Regions from separate parts of the Sminthopsis crassicaudata genome. Here region 2 is linked to region 1. Evidence: chromatin contacts called from public Hi-C data. All regions are on one chromosome and are shown on one strand. Each heading gives the region's core, a stretch centred on a gene start, on an enhancer-like site or on the middle of the called end of the contact. The rest is flanking DNA. Distances are from core to core; before and after follow the strand shown.

Region 1 (6,380 bases), core at 3,388-5,887:
CAAACTGCAATCTGATAGATTTCTGAAGCTAGTTCCTACTATGCGTTATTGACACAGTGGTAAAGCAGTTCTGTGGGCATTTAGGAGTGAGTGATTTAAGTCCCCATGCTGGGCTTTGATTGCTGAACTTCATCCTTTCAAGATGACATTAAGGGCTCTCATCTCCTCTTGGCTCAACGGCTTCAAGTTAAATCCCCTCAACTCTGGTTTACCTATGGGGAGAATCAAGTCAATGAGTCAGAGAGAGTGTAAGAGAGATATGAAGGAGGTGCTGGATAGTCCCACCACATTCTAGCTAGGCAAAAGAAAGCTTACTTGGCTTCTACACACTGTCATGGGAAGGACTGATGGTCTAATAAGAAAAGCAAAGCAAAAAGTTTTGTTGCGCTAAGCAACAGTGATTCTCTCACTCAGCTTGAGTTTTGGAAGGATTCTTAGGGGGTTCATAGACTCTTATTTCATCATTTATCTCAGGGGCTTTCCTGGCTACTCATAAACTTCAATCACTACCTTGGAAGAGGAGCCAGTTTGGGACTCACCCAAGGTCATAAAGGTCTATCTCCCCTGGGTCATATCATCTACTTTCTCTTTCCAAGATTCAATTTTTATCATGAGCTAATTCAAAGTGACCAAAGTGACTGGTGACCAATGGAGAATACAACTTTATGAGGAAATTTTAATGGAACTACAGATGATTGGTAATAAGGTAGGTAAATAGTTCCAACGGGCCCAGGTCTTTGGCACTTTCCAGTCCACTATGCCCATCTTATTTACTTTCCAGATGCCTACATTCCTTTGTTCTACTTCAACTTCTGAGATTCATGCTCAATTGGGATATAGGTTTTGACTTTTCCCACTTTTCAGTCCCCACTAAGGAACTATTTACCTTGGGCTTCCAAGAGACGGTTGACCTTCATTTTCAACTGTTTCCGGAGTTTCTCTATTTCCTCATCCAGGTGCTCCTGATCTGAAAAAACAACAACAAAAAAATTATAGCAACTAAAATTTCAGAGCACTTTGCAATTTAAAAAACACTTTCTTCACAAATTTTGTGAAGCAGGCAGTGCAAGTAACATTATCCTTAGAGAAGAAGAAACTGAAGCTGGGACCAAATGACTTGTCCACTAGTCACACAGCTAGGGAATGTCACGACAACTCCAGGTGTCCTAACAAGTTGTGTGACCTCCTCACACAACACCACAGTGCCTATCAACAGAATATTCTGGAGGAATGGGAATGGGAGGACCTTTACCAAGGTCCCAAAGAATAGCAGAAAAAAGGCAGTTGTGTTTGAGGAGCGGGAGGGGAAGCAGTCCAATGTTGCTGGAACCAGCCTTATGAAGCTTACTGTTGTGTAACAGGAAAAGGAGTTAGTTAAGACTTAAGAATGTATAAACATAATGCCAACTGGCCTGGAACATGGAGGAAGCCAGAGACTTATAAAACAAAGCTTGCATACAACTTGTTAGGTGATCACAGGCAAGTGACTTTCCCTGACTCCACCTTTGAAAAACAATTAAATTGTTCTAGATGGTGTCTAAAATCCCTTGGGGGGGGGGAAGAAGAGAGGGAGTTAAATGGTGAAGTGGATACAGCACCAGCCCTGGAGTCAGGAGGATCTGAGTTCAAATCCTACCTCAGATACTTAACATTTCCTAGCTGTGTAACCCTGAGCAAGTCACTTAAACCCAATTGCCTCACAAAAACTGAACAAAAAAAAAACCAACATAAAATTCCTTGCAGCTTTGAGATGTCTTCTTATGACAAAATGTCAAGAGCTTCACCATTAACAAAAAATTATAGAACACTGCCTATGTATGTAATACCCAAAGAAATGAGAATGTCCAAAGAGCACCTGGCTGGAAATGTTTAAATGTCTATTGAGTGGCACAGATTAACATACCAAGTGAGAAGATACAGAAGTAAGGACTGGAGTTAACCTTTAAGAATACAACTTAATATACAATTTACAGAGACCAATGCAGGAGAAGGACCCAGCAAGTTCAACAGAGTAGTGTGCCAGACACATCTAAGAAATGGACCTAGCTAAAATGAAGGGATAGTACACAAGCGAGGAGATGAGAAGTTGGAGGAGGCTGTGAAATTTCTTTTTTAGGACTACACACCAAGAATTCTGTCAATTACTTTGTTTTCAAATAATTTCAAAACTATTCTATCCTGTTTGGTAATTCCGATTCCTTTATGTAGTTATCAGAAATTCAGGATTGGAGGAAATATCAGAGATTATCTAGTCTATTTTTTAAATGAAAAAATTGAGACCCAACAAATTGTCTTCTCCAAGGTCACACAGAAAGCAATATCTTTTTATGGAGTCGGGCAGAATTTTGTAGGCCTGGAACCCCAGATCCTGACTGTTCAGTCAGTGCTCTTTCCATTGTATCAGGATATGTGACCCTGGGCAAGTCACTTAACCCCAGCCTCAGAAAAAAAAAAAAGAAAAGAAAAGAAATCAGCCATTGTATCAGGATGGTAGATGTCCAATTCCTTCTTCTCCAGTGAAGAATACAACTCTTGGCCTCATCTTTCTGCATTGAAACCCTACAACTTCTTTCCCCCCATGTCCCCTCCAAAAAAAAACAAAACTGGTTCCAAGAAGGTTTTGAGGGCTAAGACTTTTTTCATTGTAATCACTGTGTTTATGATTTTACTGGTTTATCTTGCTACTCTGCATCAATTCAAACAAATCTTATCTTTCTCTGAATTCCTCCTCTTGTTTCTTATAGCTATGCCTTAACCAACACATACCCGCTTCATTTCAAGTTTTTGCTATTATAAAAAAATGTACTCTGAATATTTTGGTGTATATTTCTGTCTTTAATCTCTTTTGAGGTATATGCTCCAAAGAAGGATCTCTAGGACCAAGGCTATTAAACTTCTGTAACTGAGACTTTGTGACAAGTTTTAATTAAGCCCCAAGCCTAAACTATGCAAAAATTGATTTGGGAGGTAGCGCCACAGTGTTCAATCTGGGGTCCCTTACCTTTCTGAATCATATCCTTCGTCCGTGGTCGGGGAAGCTTGATGAACATGTTTCCAAAACAAACCATCACTTTATCTGAAATGGTAAACATGCCACGGTCAGCTTGATAAATCACCAAGTATTTCTGCATCTGGAAGACGTGACCTCATCCTACATTTACTGGCTGTTTGACCCTCCCAAGTCAACTAGGCTATTTCCAGCCCCGGTTTCCTCATCTCTAACTCAGATAATATCTTACAGGGTCGTTATCAGAACTGAGTGAGATAACATGCAGAGCGCTGAACAAATCTTCAGGAGCTATGTGCCAGCTATTATTTATTAGTATTTTTTAAAAATCTTTCTCATCTTTTATTTTATTTTATTTTTATTTTTTTAATTTTAATTTTTATAATTATAACATTTTCTTTGACAGTACATATTCATAGGTAATTTATTATTATTTTTTAATTAGTATTCTTCTAAGACTTCAGGTATTCATAATTCCTGAGAAAGATGGTAAAATATAAGACCCAATTTGGTGCCAAACAAGCAAAGAAAGGAGACCTCTAACTTCTTCTATGGAATTGTTGCTTAAAAACTTATAAAAACAAAACAAAACAAAACACAAACACCCCAAATTCCTATCTTAACTATACAGGAAAGAAAAGTTAGGCGACTCTGGACCCGTGTCCTCAAAGGTATTTCCTGTATCTGTGATAGTACGCTCTGGACCCGGTGAAGAAGTGATGTGAATTTTAGATCTAAATATCCTTTGCTTTGATTTGTTCTTCCCCCCCCCTCCTCACTACACTGCTACAAGCGGAATTAAGGATAATTAAGTGATATGGACCCTCAAAGTCACAGAAAAGCCAGCCTTGCTCCTACTCGGTGTTCCTAAAAGCTCGGGAATTGAGAGTCCCACAGAAGCTAAAGTTTCCCAAGCACAGCGCCTCCAACAGCCCCGCCAGTCCTTAACACAACGCTGAATCACAGCATATAACTATACATAAGGGCCTTCGGGCTTTTGCTTCCAACAAACGGCCTCCCTGTTCGCTACTCTTTTAAATTTTTAAAAATTTAATTTAATTAAAATTTTTTTTTTTTAAAGAGAAAGCACCTTATACTTGATACTGGAGCAATGGTGGCTCCAGCTGGACTGCAGACTCACCCCTGGAAAGGCGTGCTGACGTCAGGGAATGACGTCCGTGACCCCTGACCCCCACCACGCCACGACTTACCTGACGGGCCAGGGTCTCTCTGCAGAGCCCTCAGGGCTTCCCGGTTCTGGTTCCGCTTCAAGTCCAAGTCCACTATCTAGGGAAAAAATCCAAAGCCAGACGTGAGGGTGGAGCCCAGAGAGGGGAAAGGGTCAGGGGGCAGCTTTGGCCAATGTTCCGGCTCAGAGTCGGGATAAGGAAAGCGTGGAGGGGAAAGTGCAGGAATGAGGGGGGCGGGGATTAAGAAGCCCATTCCCCTCGCTCTCGGGCCCATCAGGGACCTGCTGCTTGTCGGCCAACACCGCCTCGGCCAGCTCCTCCACCTCGCTCAGGTAACGCAACACGCGCTCGGAATCGGGCCCCAACATGACCGGCGATGGTGCGGTCCGGCAGCTTCCCTCTGCGCACGCGCCACCACCGCGGCAGCGCACGTGGTCTCGTAAGCTAGGTCGCACGCTGGGGGCGGGGCGGTGGGAACTAATGTGGGACGGCCTTCGGGACCACGTGACGCCTTCTGGGCTCGTAGGAGGGTAAGCTGGAAAAAGTCCGGTACGTCGGCGCCCCCATCCGGCTGAAATTCTCCGGTGCGAAAATGGCTGTCTTCGGGTCTCCTCCTCCGGGACGGCCGGGACTCACCCAGAGCCCCGGTTAAGTACTTTGCCCCTCGTGCCCAATGCGGCATCAGCAACTGGGGAGGGTTGCAGCGAAGAGTGGGGCTTCCTCACCTCCACCCTGGTTACCGTTATCTCTGTAAACTGTGCGAAAAATAAAGCTCTCCAGAGATAATCTCCGGTTAATTTCTGCAGCTGGGTGGTACGGCCGCTTTCAGGTTAGATTTAGACTCCGAAGGGATGAGTTTGGGGCCTGCCCCGTTTCATCTGTAAAATGGGCACCCCCCGGGGCTGAGAGAACCGCACAGAGCACTTTGCAAAGCTAAAGCCCTATATAAAATTTCCACTGCTTTAGCCGTTTTTCTGTGCAAACAGTTTGGTAGATTATGTGACTTATCCAAGTAGCCATGTGCAGGTTGCTCTTTCAGCCTTCAGATCTTCGCCATGATCCCCACAGGTCTGCGGGATCTTTCCGCATCTGTTCACCCCCCTGGTGAGCATCTTCTTAACAATTGATCCAAAGTGAAAATAGTGAGGTGGCATACAAAAAAGGAGCGTTACAACACTGCGTCCCAAGCCGGGAACGTGCATTCCCACCAACGAGACAGTGGGGAGAGTGAACACGGATCTAGCAGCAGTGCCAATGTAGGGCCTTGATGTCCTCTCTCTCCCGGGCTGCTCCTCTTTGGAGCACGCCTGCTGAGCAGGTTACCCACACGGGCTCCTACAGGCCGCCTTTCTCACAGCTTGACTCATTGTCAGGCTATTTCCTTTGAGTCCATAGTGGAGTTTTTTCTTCGCTCCTGGGATTGTTTTGGTTACAAGTTTCTTGATTAGTCTCCTTCCCTGAGTCTGTCTGTCTGGAGACGGTGTCTTCATGTGCGTCCCTGTTAAATGCATCTCAACTATGTGGGTCTCTCAGATTAACGCCCGAACTGTTTTAAAGGGTGCTTCAGGACAGGACTAATCTCTTGCCTACTGTCCAAGTTCTTCTCTTGATTCAACTAAAGACATTTTTTCACACTTCTTAAAAGTCTTTTTTTTTTTTTTTTTTTTTTTTTTTTTTTTTTTTTTGGTGGGGAGGGACTCGGCTTCTGAGTTATGCCTTGGAAAAATAGTGATCAGCAACAATTCCCACTTCCAACCCTCCCCTCAACCCATAAATCCAAAGTTTTTTCCACTGAACCACTGCTCATACTTGGCACACATACTCCATCTGTTGTAAAGCCTCGTCAATATCCCTTTCTCTCACCCACATGTGCAAGAATGTTTGTGGCAGCCTCTTTGTGGTGGCCAGGAACTGAAACTGAGTGGGTGCCCATCAGTTGGAGAATGGCTGGATAAACTGTGGTATATGAATGTTATGGAACACTACTGTTTTGTAAGAAATTGATGAGGTCTAACCAAATGTTGAGGTCTAGATAAGGGTTACCTAAATAAAATTAGGATTAATTGAGGCCTAGTGGCAGGTTCCAGGTACAGGGAGTGAAATGGAGCTCCCCTGCAACCCCTTTAGATTCCACGCAAGGATAAATGAGTTCTAGCAGCGGCAAGAGTCCCCTGTAAATGAAT
Region 2 (6,534 bases), core at 3,435-5,934, 310 kb before region 1:
AAGAAAAATCAATCAAAAAGGAAAAAAATGAGAAAAAAAATAAAAGCAAAAGTGAAAATACTATGTTGTGATGTACACTCAGTTCCCACAGTCCTCTCTTTGGGTATAGAAGGCTCTCACAACTGGCCTGAATCACCTCACTGTTGAAGAGAGCCACATCCATCAGAATTGATGATTGTATAATCTTGTTGTTGCCATGTACAATGTTATTTTGGCTCTGCTTATTTCACTCAGCATCAGTTCATATAAGTCTGTTCGGGCCTTTCTAAAATCATCCTGCTGATAGTTTCTTATAGAACAATAATATTCCATAACATTCATATACCACAATTTATTCAGCCATTCCCCAACTAATGGGCATCCATTCAGTTTCCAGTTTCTTGCCACTCAAAAAGGGCTGCCAAAAACATTCTTACACATGCAGGTCTTTTTCCTTTTTTTATGCTCTCTATGGCATACAGGCCCAGTAGAGACACTGTTTAGTTTGTTAGCCCTTTGGGCATGGTTCCATATTGCTCTCCAGAATGGTTGTCAATCAAAGTTCTAAAATCTTTCAGAGTTATTTTTATCTATAATGTTATCATTGCATACATTCTTCTAGTGGTGCTCACTTTGTTCTTCATCAATCAATTCATAAAGATCTTCCCACCTTTCTTCTAAAATTATTATTTTCATATTTTATGGCATAGTAATATTCTATTATATTCATATGCCATAATTTTTCCTTTGCCATTCTCTGATAGGTGGGCACTTTCTGAGTTCCCAAATTTTTGCTACTATGAGAGCATGCAAATTTCTAGAGATTTTAAGCCAATTACAAGAAGAAATACACAGCAAAAGTATTCTAGAAGGGAGATCTCAACCCTCTCTTCTCAACATCAGATAGATCTAAACCACAAAATAAACAAGAAAGAAACCAGAGAGGTAAATAGGATCCTAGAAAACCTAGATATGATAGACCTATGGAGAAAATTGAATAGGAACAGAAGGAATACACCTTTTTCTTGGCAGTACGTGGCATCTACACACACACAAAAAATAACCACGTATTAGATGCAGAAAGACAGAAATAATAAATGCTTCCTTTTCAAACCATAATACAATAAAAATCATTCAATAAAGGGCCAGGGAAAGATAGACTAAAAACTAATTAGAAAATAAATAATACAATTCTAAAGAATGAGTGGGTCAAACAACAAATCACAGAAATAATTCATAATTTCATTCAAGAGAATGGCAATAATGAGACTATACCAAACATACCAAAATTTATGGGATGTAGCCAAAGCTGCTTTGGGAAAATTTTATATCTCTAGACAACTGCATAAATAAAATAGAGAAAGAGGAGATCAATGAAGGGGCCATGCAACTAAAAGAAACTAGAAAAAGAACAAATTAAAATCCCCTAATTAAATACCAAATAAAAAATTCTGAAACTCAAAAGAGAGATTAACAAAATAGAAACTAAGAAAACTATTGAACTAATAAATAAAATGCAGAGTTGGTTTTATTAAAAAAAAAAAACAACAAAATAGATAAACCTTTGGTTAATTTGATCAGAAGAAGGAAAGAAAAAACCAAATTACTAGCATCAAATTTTGGCTATCATAAAAAGAAATATTACAATTTTTTTTATATACAGGCCCTTTTCTTCCTTCTTTAATTTCTTTGGGATATACACCTAGTAATGGTATAGCTGAATCAAAAAGTATATGATATTTAATAGCTTTTGAGGCATGATTCCAAACTGCTTTCTAGAATAGCTGGACCAGTTCACAATTCCACCATCAATCCATTACGACACCTGTTTCCCCCCAACCTTTATTATCTTTTTTTGGGTCATCTTTGCTAGTTTAATAGGTATAAGGCAGAAGTTCAAAGTTTCTTTAATTTGCATTTCTTTATGATTCTTTAATGATTTCTAGCATTTTTTCATATGATTGTTGAAAACTTGGATTTCTTCCTTTGAATATTGTCTATTCATAACTTTTTGTCTTTTTTTTTTTTTTTTTTTGATCTACTACGGAAGGATCTTACTCTCATACATTTGAATCAGTTCTGTGTATATGTATATATATATATATATATATATATATATATATATACACACACACACATATATATCTTAGAAATGTAACCTTTATTAGAGAAATTTGTTGCCAAAGGTTTTTTCCTTACTTTCTTTTCTAAATGTTATTATATTATATTTGTTTGTGCAAAACTTTTTAATTTTATAAAATCACAATTGTCCATTTTATCTTGTGGGATCCTCCCTATTACTTGTTTAGTCATGAAACTTTTTTCTCATCCAGTTATCAGAAAAGTAATTTTTTCCTTGCTCCTCTAATTTGTTCATGCTGTGATCTTTCATTTCTAGGTTATGTATCCATTTTGAGTTTATCTTGTCATATGGTATGAGGTATTGGTACAAACTTAATTTCTGCCAGATTGTTCTTCAGTTTTCTCAACAGTTTTTGTCAGTGGGAAGATTAGTACTTTTAGTTCTGTCAATTTTGTCTACCTTTGCAACATCTTTTTCATTTGTTATCTTATTTTTTACTCCAAGTACTGCTCCCTAGTTCAAGTCCTTATTATTTCTCACATAATAGCTTCCTCCCTGGTTGTCCTGCTTTCAGATTCTTTATTTCTAGTTCATCTTTCACCATAACTGCCAAAAATCTTCCTAAGACACAACTCTGAACAATTTTTACATTTCTCCTGTATACTTTAGTTCCATTTTGTCTAACAGATATTTGCACAAAATTCTTTGACTGTAAACTCTGTGAGAGCAAGGACTAGGTCTCATTCTTCTCTAGACTTACCTTAATAGCAATAGTTAGAATTTAAGCATTTTAACACTTGCAAAATGCTTTATATATAATCTCATTCAAACTGCAAAAAATAACCCAGTTATGTAAGTGCCGTTATCATCCCCATTTTACAGAAGGAAACTAAGCCTGAGAAGAATTAAGTAAATTTACCTAGAGTCAAACAGCTAATAAAAGTGTCTGAGACAAAATTTAAACCCAAGTCTTGCCAATTCTAAATCTAGTATTCCAGTATACCATAGCTGCTTCCTCTCATGTAAACACATGCTCAGCAACCTTGGGAAAGATAAAATAATTAAAAAAAAAATCAAGTTCTAGGCATGGTATTATCTGGGGGAGAAACAAAGACTGAAAAAAAATCTACTGGGCACTTACATTCTGATAGTCAAATAAGTATTCTGTATACTTAAGTGGAATCCCTCATAATTGTTGAGTACCTGAGCAACCAGTAGGTATTAATTGACACTTCAAAGATCTTCGGTTTCATTGCCATAAGTAACCCTGTCCAATCCTTACTACGTAGTGTCAGTGAGTTGTAGTCATTACCCAGTAACCAAAATGTTGAGCTTCTCTGAACTTAGTCTGGTCCTTGAGTGACAGACATATAGTCTATCCTGGCTTGTGTTTAGTCTTTCCAGCTTGATAGGACCTGACTTGACTTTTGCTTGACTGATATGTTCTTTAAGAACCCAGGACTTTATGGTAAAAAAGCAATTAAAATATCTATATACTTTGTCCCAAAGCTCCCAATGCTAGGCACATAAACTAAGGAGGTCAGAGGCAAAAAGAAAAATCCTATATACAACAAAATATTCCACAAAAATAAATCGCATCTATTAAGTGAATTGTTATTAAGGACTTATTATGCACTCTACTACTAAATGCAAGGAATATCAATATCAGCAAGAGGAAAAACAGTTCCTGCCCTAAAGAAGTTTACATTCTAATAGAAGAGAATACATAGAAAAGGAAGTTGAAAAGAGGAGTAGGCAGCGAGATAGAAGTTACCTGAAGGAGCACGATGGAGAAAATCCAGAGAGTTGGGAGTGGAACCGGAGAGAACAAAGGATATGAATGACCTGGGCACTTTTCTCAAAATGGAGCTTTGGCAACTTTCACATGTTCTTCTCATATATTCCTTTTAAGGAGGAATCTGGAAGTATTGGGTTGAAATAAACAAAAGTTTAGCATTTTTGAGTTAGGGATCACAAGCTGAAATAGGCCCACGGTAAAATAAGTTCTGTGACAGCAGTTTTCTTATTCTTCGGTTCCTGCTGTTTCTTTTGACAATTTCCCTTTCTCAATAAAAGTTCACTCACATTCCTGGTATCCACTTTACTATGTTATAGAAGCTACATGTAATCACCTGAATACAAATGTTGCTTTTTGACAAATTAAAGTATAGGTCATTTCTTAAGATGCTAGAATAAAGTTAACATTGGAATACACCAGGCCAAGCTTAACATTTTTAGTACTTTTCCATGCAGGTTTGTTTACAATGAGAAAGTGCCATATTTATCCAATAATCTTGTGATGGAGAGAGCCATCTACACCCAGAGAGAGGACTGTGAGAACTGAGTGTGGACCACAACATAGCATTCTCACTCTTTTTGTTGTTTGCTTGTTTTTTGTTTTCTTTCTCATTTTTTCCTTTTTGATCTGATTTTTCTTGTGCAGAAAGATATTTGTGGAAATACGTATAGAAGAATTTTCCATGTTTAATATATACTGGCTCACTTGCTCTCTAGGGGAGGAGGTGGGGGGAAGGGAAGGAAAAAATTTGGAACACAAGGTTTTACAAGGGTGAATTTCGAAAATTATCTCTCTATATATGTTTTGAAAATAAAAATCTTTAATAATTAAAAAAACTCCAATCATCATATACCACCAGTTATGGTGTATGATTTCCCATTTCCCAATTGATGGGCATCTGATGCCAGTTCTAACAATAACTAACTCTATGTGCTTGAGCAAACCACTTCCCCTCATTAGGACTCTAGTTTAAATCTAAGGTCACTTTTACCTCTAGTCTTCAAGTTCTAAGACTGAGTTACTTCACCTTTGACATTCTATGTCCTAAGGCCTCTTCTTATTCTAGCATCCTGTGATCTAAGATTCTTCCTGCTCTAATATTCTATATTCTAAAGTATTTTTCTGATGTTGTATGTTCTAAGGATCCTTCCTGCTCTGACATTCTGTATTCTAAGGCCCTTCCAATGCTAACATTCTATGTTCAAGGCCCCTTTTCTACTCCATTATGTGTTCTATGATCCTTTCCAGCTGTAAAATTCTGTAAAGTCCGTTAGTTTTATCCCAGATGCTTAATGGCCTTGGCTTATCCCCTCCCCACAACTGTGCTCGGTATATTGGGGATGGGCGTGAGGAAGTGCTTTCAGGCCTAGGAAGAGTGGGTGGGGAATGTGGCCTGACCCCTACATCCCTGCAGATCTCTGTCCCTCCCAGCGCCTCGGCCCAGGTTTGTTCCCATGTGGGGGAGGGGTGGGAAGTTGCAGTCAGTGGCGTCCTGGGACTTGTCCCTGCCACAGAGAAGTGGGAGGATGGGGGTAGGATGGGAGGGAGGGAGGGAGAAGAGGCTGGGCTCTGGCTCTTGTTCCACCCACCCTTAGGAGCAGCTGTTCTCCACCTCTCTTTCTCCCTGGAAGAATAAGCCGAGTCGTCCTGCCCTGATGGCACCAGCGGTAAGTTCAGAGTTGGGAGAAAGGGAAAGGGACATAGAAAGGGGGACCAGCCATCTAATCCCGGGATGGAGAGAGTTGTGGGATGATGGGAATTATAGGTTTCTTTTCTCCAACTAAAGGTGGCTAATCTTTCTCTGTTTCCAGATGTTAAGAACTGCTCCTAGCACCCAGACATGGGGGACTCTCTCCCAGTGCCTGGACATGAGTCTTTCTGTCCATAGATGTGGGTACCTCACCTACATCCCTAGAAGTCACAGATATGGTGGCTCCTCCCAACCCCCCAAGTACGGGGAGCCCTTTTATCCCTTTTGGGATAAGGAGAATCTGAAGATGGTTTGGGTTTGGGCAAGCTTCTTTCAGGGTGCTAGGATGGGCCTGTGCTGTGTATGCATGTGTGTTTGTGTGTGTGTGTGTGTTTTGAAAAACACTAATAAATCCAATAAATGTGCCTTTCCCTTCCTAGGTGGCATTGAGCACGTAAGCTGACAATTACTAGGGCCTGCAAGACCAGAGACAGAACAGATGCTGGGAGCTCAGTGGGGAGGGGGGGCGGATCACAGGCCATACCTAGACCTGGAAGTTGAGCAGCCAGGCCTAAGCCAGCACCTCCCATACTCACCCTATTCTGGACAGGAGTCAGGTTCCTAGGATGTTGGGGATAGGAGGGCTTTTAGAGCCTCTCCGGTTTAATTCTCTATTTCTAGAGCGAGGGAAAGGATCACATGAGTGAGTGGTAGAGAGAGGGACAGAACCAGGTCACCGAACATTCCGTCCCATGTACTTTTCCATCACACCTGGCTACTTTAAATACTCCCTGGAGTCAGAACTCTACCTGTTTCAAAGAGGGAAAACTGAGCAAGAAAAAGAGAGCACGTTTTAAGAAATAATCCATGAATCACCTTGTATCAAATTTAACAAAATGAGGGAAAATTTGGTGGGAGAGGCAACTGAGTAGCTTTAGCTCTTGGGAGGACTCTGGGAGGGGATAAGGAGCCTCACCCTGCCCA

The links. A called contact is a pair of places that touch in the nucleus more often than the background predicts.
Region 2: a contact with region 1 is called in a Hi-C map of hippocampus, with 2.7 times the contacts expected there. The contact joins the promoter of COX4I2 here to the promoter of PDRG1 in region 1. A contact is called at or near these places in 2 of 2 Hi-C or Micro-C datasets (fibroblasts and hippocampus).

The regions. Positions count from the first base shown.
Region 1 is chr2:451,809,154-451,815,533 of ASM4859323v1, reverse strand. It overlaps PDRG1 (p53 and DNA damage regulated 1), which reads right to left and starts at 4,637. Exons shown (of 5, transcript XM_074292781.1): 1 at 4,479-4,637; 2 at 4,219-4,294; 3 at 3,002-3,076; 4 at 887-967; 5 at 1-212. The coding sequence starts at 4,565. The coding sequence ends at 130.
Region 2 is chr2:452,115,348-452,121,881 of ASM4859323v1, reverse strand. It overlaps COX4I2 (cytochrome c oxidase subunit 4I2), which reads left to right and starts at 4,684. Exons shown (of 5, transcript XM_074292800.1): 1 at 4,684-5,304; 2 at 5,492-5,527. The coding sequence starts at 5,146.